Regions from separate parts of the Capra hircus genome. Here region 1 is linked to region 2. The links are chromatin contacts, called in public Hi-C maps. All regions are on one chromosome and are shown on one strand. Each heading gives the region's core, a stretch centred on a gene start, on an enhancer-like site or on the middle of the called end of the contact. The rest is flanking DNA. Distances are from core to core; before and after follow the strand shown. Region 1 has its middle 23 kb from the start of DCAKD. Region 2 holds the start of GFAP (glial fibrillary acidic protein).

Evidence for each region. Hi-C and Micro-C count contacts between places; a contact is called where the count stands out from the background.
Region 1: a contact with region 2 is called in a Hi-C map of blood, with 3 times the contacts expected there. The contact joins the enhancer-like site here to the promoter of GFAP in region 2. A contact is called at or near these places in 2 of 5 Hi-C or Micro-C datasets (both in blood).

The regions. Positions count from the first base shown.
Region 1 is chr19:44,346,031-44,353,129 of ARS1.2, forward strand. No RefSeq gene overlaps it. Among named protein-coding and RNA genes, the nearest start is that of DCAKD, 23 kb to the right of the region's middle. Within about 2 kb of position 3,566, at least 1 of the 5 cell types and tissues checked has an H3K27ac peak or open chromatin away from gene starts, as enhancers often do.
Region 2 is chr19:44,253,959-44,261,414 of ARS1.2, forward strand. It overlaps GFAP (glial fibrillary acidic protein), which reads right to left and starts at 4,928. Exons shown (of 9, transcript XM_018065254.1): 1 at 4,422-4,928; 2 at 3,397-3,457; 3 at 3,103-3,198; 4 at 2,156-2,317; 5 at 677-802; 6 at 296-516. The coding sequence starts at 4,870.

The DNA.
Region 1 (7,099 bases), core at 2,316-4,815, 91 kb after region 2:
GAGATGGTTGGATGGCATCACCGACTCAATGGACATGAGTTTGAGCAAACTCCAGGAGATGATGAAGGGCAGGGAAGCCTAGTGTGCTGCAGTCCACGGGGTCGCAAAGAGTCGGACAGGACTGAGCAACTGAACAACAACCAGAGAGATGCCTCTTTCTCTCTGTGTTGGTGCTGATCACTCCTGGGCCACTCACTCCCCCCAACCCTCACCGAAGCCACTCTCCCCCTCCATGCTCTGGAAAGCTCCTGCTAGAAATATCCCCAACAACCCCATTAAGACTAATGCCTCTTGGCCCTCCGTCGAACCCAGAGTCTGATCTCATGTTAGACTCCATGGCCTATGATTCCCCCATCAAAGCTGGTGCCTTTGCCCTGTCATTAACGGGCTGACTCCTTTGTACCTGCTGCCACTCACATAAGTGCCCCAGGGTGAGAGAAGCAATGGCCATGCCCCCTGGGATGCACCCACTGACCGTTCCCCTCGCCCTCCCCACCTGGCTTCCACCCCTTTTGCCTCCTCCTTGGAGATAAGCATATTCAATGAGGCTAGGGGACTGTTTCTTTAATTTCCCTCCCTGTCCGTCCTGGAACGTGATAAAAATACCCAGCATTGATCTTTTTTTCTTCTTCTTCTGCCGGGGATAATGTTTACCCAGGTGTCAATCAGGAGAAGAATTTGGCTTCCTAATTTCTCTTCTCCTCCCTGGGGGCCGTGCGTCTCCCCGCCTCACATGGACACTGAGCTGGAATCAAGGTTACTAATAATCCCCCAGCACACACAGACACCGAGAGCACATATATTAAAGTCACATATTGATTTATATTTTCGGGTCCCTCTGCCTTGCTGCCCAGCCTCAGCCTTTCTCTCTGCCAAGGAGAAAAAAGAATTACACAGCTATATTTATCGCCAAGATGTTTAGTGTAAAGAGCATTGTGTCCAAAGGTAATTCCCACCCCACACCCTCTTTGAAGGTATTTTTAAAAAAATAGTGTGGCATCGCCTCTCCGTGAGCATTTATCTTTTGTTGTTCGTTCTTTAACTTTTCCCTGAAGGAAGCAGTGAGACATTTAAGGTAGACCATCAGATGGACTTCCTGACTTGACAAATGGTGGTGGCCATCCCCAAAGAGGCTGGTGGGGTTTTTGCCAGCGGAGATAATCTTGTTGCAGGTGTGGGAAAGGGGTGGGTAGGAGGTGTGTGGAGGGTGGGGCAATGGATTCAGAAGCTTTTAGAGGTTGCCCACCAGTCCAAAAGCCACCTTGTAATTAATGGCTCACCATCTGTGGTCCCATTTCACAGTTGGGAAAATCGAGAAGTTGAGGAGTGAGTCTACTTAACACGGGGGCTTTAGCCTTGACTTCCATCTTCCTCCAGGCATGGGTGACTCCTGCCCTTTGGTGGGGACATAGGTCTCTGGCTGAGGGGAGGTGGAGGTGGGAAGGAGGGACAGACAGCTTGGAGATTCTTTCTTTAAGGTGAGATGGGTGAAGGAAGGGCTCTCAGAGCAAGAAACCTGGCACCCACTGCCTCCCTCCACACCTCTGCTTCCACTCAGAGCGCCTGTCACTTTGTTTGACAGGGCAGCCATTTAAAAATGCCAAACCATTTAACTCCAGTTCCCTCAAGGAAGCTCTTGGAATGAAAGTGAGCTGAGCATGGGAACTCGCACAGACTCAACACCATTCCCTCCAAGTCCGTCTGGGAGTTTCCTCGTCTCTCCCAGATATCATCTCCTTTATTCTTCACAAAGGCTCTGGGAGGGAGAGGGTGTCAACCCCATTTTACACATGGGAAAACAGAGATTAACTAACTGGCACAGGGTCACACAGCAGGAAAAAGCCAGGCCTCAAATGCAGCCCAGTTTTCCGATTCCTCCGTAGGGCTCGCCCCCATGCCCCCAACATGGGCATGACCTCCTGGTACCCAGTTTTTGGTGCCCTTCCTTCAGATCCCTCCAGCCTCCTTCTGAAACCATTTACCTCAGATTTGGACTCTAACCCACAGGGCTAGGACTCGAACTCCCAGCCAAAACCCACAGTAATGAAGCGCAGTTTCTTGATATCTCATTGCAGAAAGAATTCAGTGAGAGACAAAGGGATAGGTAAGAAGCGGATTGATTCACAGAGAAGCACACTCCTTAGACAGAGTGTGGGCCTTCGCGGAGGGCAAGTGCAGCCCTGTGAAACAGGGCATGGTTAGCTTTTACGGGCTGGATTACTTCATAGGCTAATGAGTGGGAGCATTACGTCAACAATTTGAGGACAGGTTGCAGATTTCCAGGAACTGGGCCACTGCCCAATTTTCGGTCTTTTGATGGTGCCTTGGAACAGTCATGGTGACTATGGGTGTGTCATTTAGCTTGCTGATTGAGGATCAAGGGCTAGCTGAATTTGGCTTGTCTGCCATCTTGGACCCACTTAATTCTAATCAGTTTATGTTGTGTCCTTGGGCCGTGTCAGTTTTTCAAAAGTTGTGCCCTGCCCCCTTTCCTCCTGTTTCACTCCCCTGGCCCACCTCTGAGGTCACGGCCCACCTTCAGGCCCAGCTAACTCTCTGTCCTTGGTGCTAGAGAACCACTTCCTCCTCTGATTGCGCCCTGATGCACCCGGGCTGTTGGTGAAAGCTTTCCCTGATGGAGCCTGTGCCCACATGCCCCGGCCTGCCCAGCTTCTGCCAGGGACTCTAGGGGGCTGCTCTCCCTTGGGTATTCTCTAGTAGTTTGGTTGAAGTGCTTACAAACCCAAGGTCCCTCATTTCATTCTAGAAGAATGTTCATCCCCTAGCAGAGCTAAGAAGTAGAGGGACGATGTGCCAGCCCAGAGCCGGGCAAGGTCCCTCTGCAGTGTTAGCCCCCCACAACAACTCCGCAAGGTGAAGGTTGAGCCCCATATTACAGGTGGTGAAACTGAGGTTCAAGGAGCATAAGGAACATCTCCTGAGTCACTCAGAGGATAAGAGGACTTACTAAGGTTGGGTCAATCCATGTGACCCAAAGTCCTTGCCTTGGACCTCCCTCTATCTCACTCTTTCCTCCCGGGCTGTTCCCATCTAATCTGACAGGCCGGGTGAGGGGTGGAGGGCAGACAGCACAGGGCGCAGCGGGAATCAGCAACGAGGACCCTCCCGGGGAACTTTTCCCATTGAAAATCTGTTCCCCTCGCGGCCACGGGTGATGTATGGCTGGAGCTGATGAGAAACGTGCAGCGGGATGGAGGCGGGCGGCGCGGGCGGGGGCAGCCCGACATTGAGATTCCGCGGGGCGCTGGGGGGCGGCGCAGGCCTTGACACGGGCCGGGTAATTGATCTGGAGGTGCCAATTTGCAGCAACTAAATATTTGGTTTCTGCCTCTGCCCGCTCTGCACTCTGCTCAAACAAACTTCAATTAAAAGCGAAAAGCGAGGGGTGGAGGGGCGGTGCGCCCGGGTCCCCGCGGCCCGATCGATGGCGCGGAGCCTGTGGGCAGCGGAGCGCTGCGCGCCCGGGCCGGGGGCACCGAGGACGAGGGCGGGAGGGAGGGCGGGAGGGGCGCCCTCTTCCGGATCGCCGAGCACTGGGCCCTAGGCCCGCGAGAGGCAGCGCCCGAGGGAGGGCCCGCGAAAGGCGACTCTTCCCGGTCCGAGCCGCGGCTTGATCTCAATCTCTCAGAGCCCAGGGCGCCTGCTTTGTACAAAGGGGCCAGCCCCGACAACCCCATTCCGGACGTCCAAGCCTGTGGCTTCGGCAGGAATCCTGGGGTAGGAGTGGCCAGGCCCCTGACCCTCCCTCTCGATGCACCCACCACTTTGAAGCCGGCCTTGCCAGTCACCTGCATTCATTCGGCGGCATTTCACCTGAGCACAGCTGCGTGCCTGGTGCAAGGAGCGCAGAGATCTATCTTCTCTCCGGGGTGTCTGCCTGGCTGTGTACCCTTGGGATGACCAAGGGGGGATGCGGTGGGCGGGGGGGAGCGGGAGGGGATGAATCTAATCCAGGCCCCACCTTTGATGGGGGTTTGAAGGAGAGAGTTTAGAATGGGGAGAAGGAGCAGAAAGATGCTGAGGAATCGGGGAGAGGGCTTCCGGGAGGTGGCTACAGCCTGGAGCAGGGGAAGGGATCACCGGGTGACCCCTAACTCATTTTGGGGTTCAAGACAAACTGAGCAACAGTAGTCAGTCGCTGGGTGGAGTTGGTCCCTGGAGAAATTTCTATAAGTCAAGGATCTTTCACTACTTTGGGATAGAGCCCCAGCACCGCTCAAGGGAGCTAATCATTGGTGCTGGGAATCAGGGGGACCTCAGGGTCTGCTGGGTGGCGAGGCCAGGAGGTAGTTAAGGCAGTTCTGGGAAAGATGCGATGAGGCATGCAGGTGGGAGTGGGGTGGGGGGACAAAGGCATCTGGCTCATCAAGGGAGGTAGGGATAGATTCAGATGGATGGAGAGAGCGGGGGAGGGGGCCCTTTAAGAGGAGTGAAAGTCTCTTGAAGGCCAGGCAGAGGGGCTGGGAAGGTAAGTGGGGAAGACTTTGTCCCCCTCCCATGTTTCTGTGTCCCACCTTCTGGAGTCTTGAAGGATGCTTCCAGACTTATCCCTTCACCAAGTGAGACTGTTGCTGGAACACTCAGCTGCAGGCTGCAGCACCTTTCCTCCCTGCCTCCTCTTTAAACCCCTTCTCCTTGTCCCCCCAGGATCCCTTGGAGGGATCTGGACCCCTTGGTCCATGGCTGGATGTAAAGCACAGGTCCTGCCCATGTGGGCCCCACTTCTGGGTATTGGGATGATCCTTCAGAGTTCTCCTGGGCCAGGGAGGCCTGGGTACCAACCTCATTCCCAAACACCGGACTCTGGAGGAGACTGATCTCAATCAATATCTGCCCTTCTGCCCCCTTCTACTCCAATCAGACACCTTTCCTCCTGGTGCTCATCTTTGTGGCTTGGGGAATGAGAGCTCTGATGAGGAAGAACCCCTGCTGGCCCACACCCCCCAGCCCCAGAAGCCTCCCTATCCACCCCAGCTCTCCTACCCCAGTCCCTCCCTGGGGACTGCATGCCCCACCCAAAGCCAGAGCACCTTCCCAGCCTGCAAGCTGGGTGCCTGCTCCCTCACATCCCTTCCCTCCCTCCCTCCCTTTCTCTCCCTGGGCGCTGAGCTGTGGAGCAGAATGATTTCCTGTAATTGGCCAGCAATCCGGCTGCCCGACTTGTTCTATCGACATGCTGGTTAGCTGGAAATTGTATTGGAATCTGAGTGATGGGGAGGGGATGGTGGGGAGCAAAGGGAGGAGGCATTTTGGGCCCCAGCTGGGTGCAGCCTCAGTTCTGCCAGCGGGATGAAGGAGCTACCAGCCAAGTCTCCCCTTTCCAGGAAAGAGTCGGAGTGCCGGCCCACAGTGCCTCGGCACCTCCTGCGTTTTCCTCCTTCTCACCCGCCATCTCTAGGGTCTCTCCTGTCCACCTCATGTGGCCTCGGGTCATCGCTGCCACCCAGCTCCCTCTCCTGTTTCTAGGACACGTTCCTCTTGATCTGGAGTGCCTTTGTTACAGCCGCCCTGGCTGTCCCCCTCCCATCCAATTTCTATCCCTGGTGGCTCCTTAATGGAGGATCCTAAACCTTCCCCTGCCCCTCCCTTCACCCTCTCCAAGGACAGAGAGACTGACCATCTGAAGAAGACTTGACGATAACTATCTAAAGACCCGAGGCGTCATTAACCGAGGCACTGCAGGTAGTCGGAGGGGCACTGAACTAGGGGTCCAGAGCGTGGGATTATGAGCCTCAAATTCTAGCTCTGCCTCCTGCACGCTTTCTCAGAGTTGGGAGATTTCAGGAGACAGCTGCGCGAGGTGCTTTGGACAATAAGGCTCTGCTAAGCACCCTGAGGCCGGCCTGGGCCTGGGGATGGTTTTAGGGGCCTGCCTGTCCCCTTCATCCCGCGCCTGGAGGCCGATACGCCTGCAGCCCTCGCCGGCGTCTTTACTGCTCCGCGCCGGGGTGGTGAGGCCGCAAGTGGGTTAAAGGAGAGCATCAGGGTCCGAGCGTGCGGCTGGAGGGTGGGAGACCGGTCACCCTGGCACAGGGGTGGAATGGGGACACGTTCCTCCGCCCCTCGGGGCCCGGGTCCCGCAGCTCCAGCAAAGAGGACTCGGCGAGCCGCACGGCTTGTTAATTAGCGCCCCGGGCCGGGCCGCGCGCCCGCGCCTCCGCCGCTGCCGGGGAATCTGACGCCGGCCGCGGCCCCGGAAAGACGGGAACGCCACCGGGAGAAAGTTAGTGATCGCTTGGCTGCGCCGGTCGCCGAAGCCCGACCCCAACCCGGGCGGGTGCTGCCACCTGCCGGCCGGAGCGGAGGGTGCCGCCGGGTCGCGGGACCCGGGCTTGCGGGGGCGGGGGACATGCTCTTGCTTTATCCAAGGGGCTCCGGAGCGACCTAGACACACAGTGATGCCCGAGAGGAAGTAGTATTCCTCTAAGGCCGCCTTGGGCCACCAAGCCTGGGAAGAGGAGGCCGGGATGGCGTTTTCTCCACACCTTCCTGACTGGCCATCCTCTGACATTCTTGCATCCGATTCGGTATACTGGGGCAGGGAAGAAACCAACTCGAGCTTTACTGTTTGCAAAGGGTTTCCGTGGTCCTCCATTAGATTCTTTGATATAAACATCATGAAGACAGGTCACACAGGTAGGAGACAGAGCCTAATGGGCCAGAAGAATCCCAGGTCTGCTCCCTCCCGGCAGGCCCTGGGACACAGCGGGCAGACTTCTGAACCTTGGCTCTGACCCAAACCAGATCATCCCTCTGGGCGGGGAATCAGAATACACTATTACCTCCGGGTGTCACAATGCAGTGGTGTCAGCAAGTCACAGGTCTTCATGAGGAGCCATCTTCTCCATGACTGGGGTAACGGTGCTGGGAGGGGTCCATACCCTTCCCTCCTTTCCCCCCTTTCCGGGTCTCAAACCACAGAAGCAGCCACCCTCTGGCGTTCTCATCCATCCCTGGACCCACTCTGCAGCCTCCTTGACCAGCCTCGGCCCCTCCTGGGTTTGCAGTGAGTTAATGAGCTGGTCTCTAAAGGATGCGCAGCTCGGGGAAAGGGGGCGCTGAATATGCCCACCACAGC
Region 2 (7,456 bases), core at 3,678-6,177:
AGACAGTCCCTGATGGGGCTTCCCAGATGGCGCAGTGGTAAAGAACACACCTGCCAAAGCAGGAGACACAAAGAGACGTGGGTTCTATCCCTGGGTCGGGAAGACCCGCTGGAGAAGGAAATGGCAACTCACTCCAGTATTCTTGCCTGGGAAATCCCATGGACATAGGAGCCTGACGGGCTACCATCTATGGGAGACGCAAAGAGTTGGACATGTCCGAGCACACATGTATGCGTGAAGGGAGCAAGGCGACTCTGGGGCGGGGCAGTAGGGCAGGCGGCCGGTCTGGGCTCACCGGTTCTCCTCGCCCTCCAGCAGCTTCCTGTAGGTGGCGATCTCGATGTCCAGGGCCAGTTTGACGTTGAGCAGATCCTGGTATTCCTGCAGGTGGCGCGCCATCTCGTCCTTGAGGCTCTGCCCCTCTTCCTCCAGCCGGGCCAGCGCCTCCTGGTAACTCGCCGCCTCCCGCGCGTGGCGCTCCTCTTGCTCGCGCATCTGCCGCTCCAGGGACTCGTTCTGTGGGTGGAGCCGGACCGTTCCCCGAGGCCCCGCCCCAAGAAACTTTTCAGAGCTCCGCCCCGAGCCGGTCCTTCAGCGTCTGCCGGGGGTGTAGGTCCCAGGTCCCCGGCTCGCTCATCCGTACCCCACCTCCGCCTGCGGCCCCGCCCGTGCTCACCGTGCCGCGCAAGGACTCCAGGTCGCAAGTCAAGGCCTGCAGCTGCCGTCGGTAGTCGTTGGCCTCATGCTTGGCCTGGCGGAGCAGCTCCGCGTTGCGGGCGGCGGCGTCGTTCAGGTCCGCAAACTAGATGAGGAGAGGGCTTTATGCTGGAAGGCGGTCTGGGGCCGCATATCGCGGGAGCTTAGTGGGCCCGGGGGGTTGGTACGCGGTCTGGAGGATCAGGGAGATGGGCTGGACGGTAGGGCTGTTTTCCAGCCCACCCCACGCCATTGGCACTGGGTGGGATTATTCACAGTCACCCGTGGCCCATGGACACAGACACAGACGACGCTGCTACTTCTCTAGCATCTAGCTCAGTGCCTGATGAGGGAGCGCGTGAATGAGCAGAGGGTGTCACAGAGCCCAGACTCTCCAGTAGCTCCATCCTCGGGACTGAATCCTGTCCTCCTCGGTCACACACAGGGAGCTCTGGTGAGCAGAGACCAGGTTCTAATAACCCTGTCTCCTTCAGCCTGCTCTGAATCCCTCATGGTTCCATCACGCCTTAACCTGCTCAGAACCATCACTGACTTCTGCCACTTACACTCCTCAGCTCCATGCCCTGGGCCAGGGTCTCGGGGCCCCCACTTTTCTGTGCTTTATGGCCTCTACTCAGGCTGTGTCCTGCATGCCCTTCCTGAACGCCCTTTCTCTCTTCTCTTTATGTTTATAGGCTGCCAGTCCCGCCTGGCCCCACTGCCCTCCCATGAAATCTGTCCTGCTTCCACATTGCGTGTAAAACCCTGCCCTGCTGTGTTCTTCATAGACATCAGACTGAATGACATCACATCTCCCTGGTCAGACGTGTCTCTGTATGCTGGGCAGAGCCTGGCATGCGGCAGATACTCAATAACCCAGGATGCAGATGGCAGAAGCATCAAGAATGTGGGCTTGGGACTTCCCCGGCAATCCAGTGGTTAAAGCTCCACCCTTCCAATGCGGGAGGCGTGGGTTTGATCCCTGGTCAAGGAACTAACATCCCACATGCTTAGAGGCATGACCAAGAAAGTCCCCCAGATAAACAGTTAAAAAAAAAGAAAAGAATACAGGCTCTTAAGTGAGACAGCTAGGGTTAGAAATCCAGCTCTATTGCTTAGGAGCTGTGTGAGTTTGGCCAAATTGGTTAACCTCTCTGGACTTCAGTTCTGTCATCTATCAAAGGACAGTACCTACTTCATGGTAAGATAATCCTTGCAAAGCACAGGGCCTAAAACACAAGAGTGTTGGCTAGTAGTCAATAGCAACAGATACTAATAAGTACTTATTGGGAGTAATAGTGCCTGTATGACCCTGGGCAAGTCACCTCACTTCTTTGGTGAAGGTCAGTCACTCAGAGAGGATCCTCTCTCAGCTTCCTCCACCCTCCTTCCCTGGTTCTTTTGTATGGAGCCAGGAGGGCTGCCTGGAGAAGGCAGGCTGCCCCAAAGTCAGGGCTACCTTGGACCGGTACCACTCCTCCGCCTCTTGCATGTTGCTGGACGCCACTGCCTCATACTGTGTGCGGATCTCTCTCAGGGCCGCTGTGAGATCAGGCTTGGCCACATCCATCTCCACGTGGACCTGCTGCTGGGCCAGCTGCTCCTGTAGCTCCCGCACCTCCTGGCCAGGGTGAGAGAAGGGTTCCCAGGCCTCAGGGACCAGCTGCAACTGGGGCTTCCCCCTAGCATCATGCCCTCTTCCTTGGACACGGATGTTGGCTAGGGGAGATGGGATGCTCCTAGTTGGAGGAAATGGCGTTGTCCAGGATAAGGGAAGAAGCAGGTTAGTTTGGGGGCCCCGGGATGTCCTCCTCCTAGGCCCGGAAGTCAGGAGCACTGGAAGCATGTCTGTGTTCTCATGAAAGAATGTCTGAGTCCTGTGGTGTGGATGTCCTTATGGGTTCCTGGGTTCCCTGAGTCCATGGATTCTGAATCTATTATCTGAAGTCAGAGCTCAGCGGGGTCTTTTTTTTTTTTTTTAATGTATGGCTGTCATTTCAATGGAAACAGATGGCAGAGGGAGTGAAGTCGTAGAGACCAACTATGTGACCTTAGCACATTCTTTAGCCTCTCTGGGCTTCAGGGTTCTCCTCTGTGAAAAGGAGATAACACTGGAACCATCCCTATCTCACAGGGCTGTAGTGAAGAAGAATGAGGCAACCGGGCCCACTTTAAGTGGAGGGTGTGTCTGGGTGCATTCTACTAGGGGCTGGGGGTGCTCTCTTATCTGTCTCTAGCTCTGCCTCCCTCAGTCTTTCTCTGCCTCTCTTTCTCTGTCTCTCTCTCGTTTTCTTTCTCTGTCAGTGTGTCCCTTTCTCTCTCTGAATATCTGTCTCTGTCTCCCCATCTCTTTCCCTCAGTTCCAGTCTCTGTGTTGGCCTTTTTTCCCCTCCTTCCCGATCTTACCTCCTCATGGATCTTCCTCAAGAACCGGATTTCCTCCTCCAGAGACTCAATCTTCCTCTCCAGATCCAGACGGGCCAGGGTGGCTTCATCTGCTTCCTGGAGCAGGGCGGGGCAAAGGGCCACTCTGACCCCAGACTCATCCTCTCTGCTCCCTAGTCTAATCTGATCTCTCCTTTTGCGGCTGGTGGGGGGCAGGGAGAGCACGTTGCTCTGGAGGGTTGGGCTTAGGGACTGTGTTTGGGCGGGCTGCCATCAACATTTTCCCCCTCCCTGATCCTTCCCCACCACCCTGACCTGTCGATAGGCAGCCAGGTTGTTCTCAGCCTCCAGCCTCTGGTTGGTTTCATCCTGGAGCCTGAGGTAGGGAGATACACTCCTGGGTCTGGGCTCTTCTGACGACTATGGGGACCCCTCCCCTGATCCCTCTGCCAGAGAGATACTCCCCCACCCTCAGGAGCAGTGGAGCAGAAGGAGGAGTGAGGGGCGGAAGGATTCTAGACAGAGCCTTGGCCAGAAGGGTGAGCAGACAAGAGCCTGCGCTTTAAGTCATTACCAAGGTGCCTTATCAGGGTTGCTGCACCTGCTCCTGCTCACACAGGCGCTTCCACCAACCTATACTCACTCCTGCCATACACACACACACACACACCCACCCACACACACCCCACACACGTCTTCTCGCACTTGAAGTCACACACGCATACTCTGCCAGCTTGGCAAGGACCATGCCCCTGGCATTTCCTCTGACCTTCGGAAATGGGTTTATTAAGATCTCCACTTTACAGCTGTGCTAGCTGAAGCACCTTGACTAGGGTCGTAAGCTGGGGACAGGCAGAGTCACCTGTGTTCTGAAGCCAGGCTTACCTGCTGTCTCCCTATGGCCTGTACCCCAGCCCAGTCCTCCTGGTGCACCCCCATATTCCCCTCCAGTTCCTCCTCTAGACAGAGCTAAGAATAAGTGTATTCTCTGTGCACAGTCGCAAGGCCCCGCAGTGAATAAAACAGAGAGCCTGCCCGCTAGGGTCCCCGACTGTCCGCTTTCCTCAGCAGGAAGGTGCTGACGGTACAGCGGCTCCCTGGAAGAAGGATTTTGGGAATCAGATCCCCGGAAATCAGATTCTGGGCCTCGTCCCAGGCCCTCCATCATCTGGAAACAAGGATCGCCAGGCCCTCCATCATCTGGAAACAAGGATCGCCCTCCCTCCTAAAGGCGGGAACCGGGGACAGGAAGGCAGAGCCCCGCCTGAGACCTGCAGGCGCCCCTTCCCGGGACTCAGTCCTCCCGGTTCAGGAGGCCCCTCTGCGGCTCCCCTCCTCACTTCTGCCTCAGGGTGCCCAGGTCCTGTGCCAGGTTGTCCCTCTCCACCTCGAGCCGGGCGCTGTTGGCGGTGAGTTGATCGAGCCGTAGGCGCAGCTCGCGCAGCTCTGCCTGGTAGACGTCGGCCAGCTTGGTGGGCTCCTTGGCCCGCAGCTGGTTGAGCTCGGCAGCCAGCGCCTTGTTCTGCTGCTCCAGGAAGCGCACCTTCTCAATGTAGCTGGCGAAGCGGTCATTGAGCTCCATCATCTCTGCCCTCTCGCTGGCCCGGGTCTCCTTGAAGCCGGAGTTGAGTGCCCCGGCCAGGGAGAAGTCCACCCGGGCCGGGAGTGGAGGCGGCATTCGAGCCAGGGACAGGCGGGTGCCGGGACCCAGGCGGCGTCCCCCCACCACAATCTCCGAGGAGGAGACATAGGAGCGGCGAGCCGCTGAGGTGACCCGTCTCCTCTCCATCCTGGCCTCGCTCTGCCCGCTCCTGAGATGTGCAGGCTTTAAGGAGGAGGGGACCAGCCTGGCACGGCCCAGGCTGCCCCTGGCAACGCCCCCTGGCATAGCCCGAGGGGGTGGTGCTGGGCCACAGCCCAGCCACAGGGAGAGCGCCTCTCACCCCACCGAGGCCACTGTGCCCCGAGGCAGGGCCACCAGAGCATGCCAGCCTCTGTCTGGCTCCAGACAGAGCTGCTAGTGGGCAGTTCCTGGGGCCGATGCTGTGTCTGAAACTCTGACCACTGAGCAAGCAGACTCTTTCTCTGGGACGGTGGGTCAGGGAAGGGCTGGACCAGATGACCCCTGACCCGTCTTCTAACTCTTAGATCCATGACCCAGGCCCTCCAGCATTCTCCTTCCAGTGCCTGATAGATGTTGGGAACTTGAATAAACCTGTTCCCTACTCTCAAGAAACAGCCTGTGTTAGATTTCCTGACAGCCTCAGTCCCAGCATGTTCCTGCCATCCTCCCCTCTGAGTGCAGGCATCTGCATTCCTGCTGTCTCCCCATCCTCTGGAGTTTTGGGGCTGTGGGCTGGAATTAGAACCAACCTTTTGTCTGGAGGGTCAATCGAGGCCTCTATCTAGCAGTGGGGGGATAATGGAAGGAATGTGGGGCTCCTGATAGGGCCAGAGGGGGCAGGTGCTGCACTCCCAGGCGCCCCCCCCCCCCCACTCCTGGGGCCACCCTGAAGCTCCGGGCTCAGCCTCACTGGGTTCACCCGAGCTTCCCTGCAACCCCTCCCAGAGCCCAGGCCTTGACAGCTCCACAAAGCACTTATGAATGAGCTGGCTGTCCCAACTCCCATCTTTGTCCCTGTAACATCCCATTTCCCTGGCCCCCTCTCACCTCACTCTCACAGTGGAGATTTATCTCCTTCAAGTTCCCACACAAGTTCCCAGGCTGAAAGGCTGGGAAAGGTTTCTGGGGATGAGTGGGTTTGGGTACTGAGGAGCCAGTGGTTCTGAACTGGGAACCCGGGTCCAGTGCCCTGTGGGCCCTTGAGATTTCAGATCCATCCACCCCTTCTATCTGGCTGCCTGGTGGTCCACCCAGGCCCTCAGCCATCTGTGCCCCTGGACTTCTGGGAAGCAGGCAGCCTTCCTCTCCTGCACCACCCCCTCTTGCTGCCCACTGCCCATGCCTGGGGCTCCGATCCCTTTTCCCGGGCGCTTGCTGAATGAAGCCTTGTTCTCCACCACTGGTGAGGGCGTCGCTCAGCGAGGGCAGCCCCTGCGGGGGGCTGTGCTGTTTTCATCCCAAGATGCCAGCCCGTTGGGTGGGGCGCAGCCCAAGCCCCTTGCTCAAAGAGCTTCTCGGAAAGCATTTGAGGGGAGCTGGGGTGCTGCGGGGAGCGGGCTCTGTGCCCACCCTGACCATTGTGTCTGTGCCAAGGTGAGTCATTCAGTGGGCACCAGGAAAGGCCCTGGGGGGTGGCCCAGCAGTGCCAGGGCTCCAGCACTGCAGACAAGGCCTGACTGCTAGTCCCCTCCGTTGCTCTCAGAGCCAGCTCAGCCCCTGAGCCCCTGTCCCAGCAATACCCCTTCTTCCACACCAGGGGAGGTGCTCTTCATTTGGGCATGTTTTACAGGCTGCTTGACGAGATTTCCCTGTTAGTCTCAGGCAAAGAGAGGAGATGAGCACCACTCCTAATTTTTTTTTGGAGGGGTGCTATGCCTCGTAGCATCTGCCATCTCAGTTCCCCAACCAGGGATCGAACCAGCATTCCCTGCCTTGGAAGCGCAGTCTTAACCACTGGACCACCAGGGACTTCCTAATTGTTTAGCGGAGTCTGCTGCTGGGCCTGAGCAGTATCACGGGGAGGGGAACCATGAGAAGGGGGCACCCAGTGACTTGATCCTGTTGTGGTTTGGGGAGCTGAGGAAGGATGGGGGTGGGGAGTGACCTTAGAGGAAGAACAAGGCTGGGGACAAGCCCTTGTCCAACTCCTCTCTGTGGCTTGGAGTGGCTGCTCTTCCAGCTTGCCAGGCAAGTCACAGTGTATCCTTCTCTCTTTGTCCAAGTGAAATCTAGTTGAAATGAGTACAGAGCAGTCCTGGAGGGACAAGCTGTAATAGAGCAGAAAGGGCTTGTCAGGAACGCTCAGTAAACTGTTTTTGTGAAACACAGGCTTGTTTCAGCAGCAGCAGGTGAGGTCCCCTCTTCACCCGCTTCAGTCACCTCACTGGGCCCCTGTCACCCGCCTGCATCCTCTCCCTCTATCTTCAACCCCTATCTCTCCTTCAAACACATCCCTACACTCAGCCCTTATCTATGTGATGTTCACACACAGAAGCAAAGAGGTGGTGGACAGATTTGGCCATGGTCGTTTGTCAAAACTTCATTACTTTTTATGTACATGCATTGTAGAAAAATCAGAAAATACAGATAAGCAGAATAAAAAAATTAGCCATCACTTTGCCACCTGGAGATATAAACAGATTTTTTTTCTACATGTATAAATTCATTTTTTAAAAGTAGGCTCATGCTGTACAAATTATTTTGTAATTTGCTTTTTTTTCCCTCGACAATATGTTGTGAACATCTTTTCAT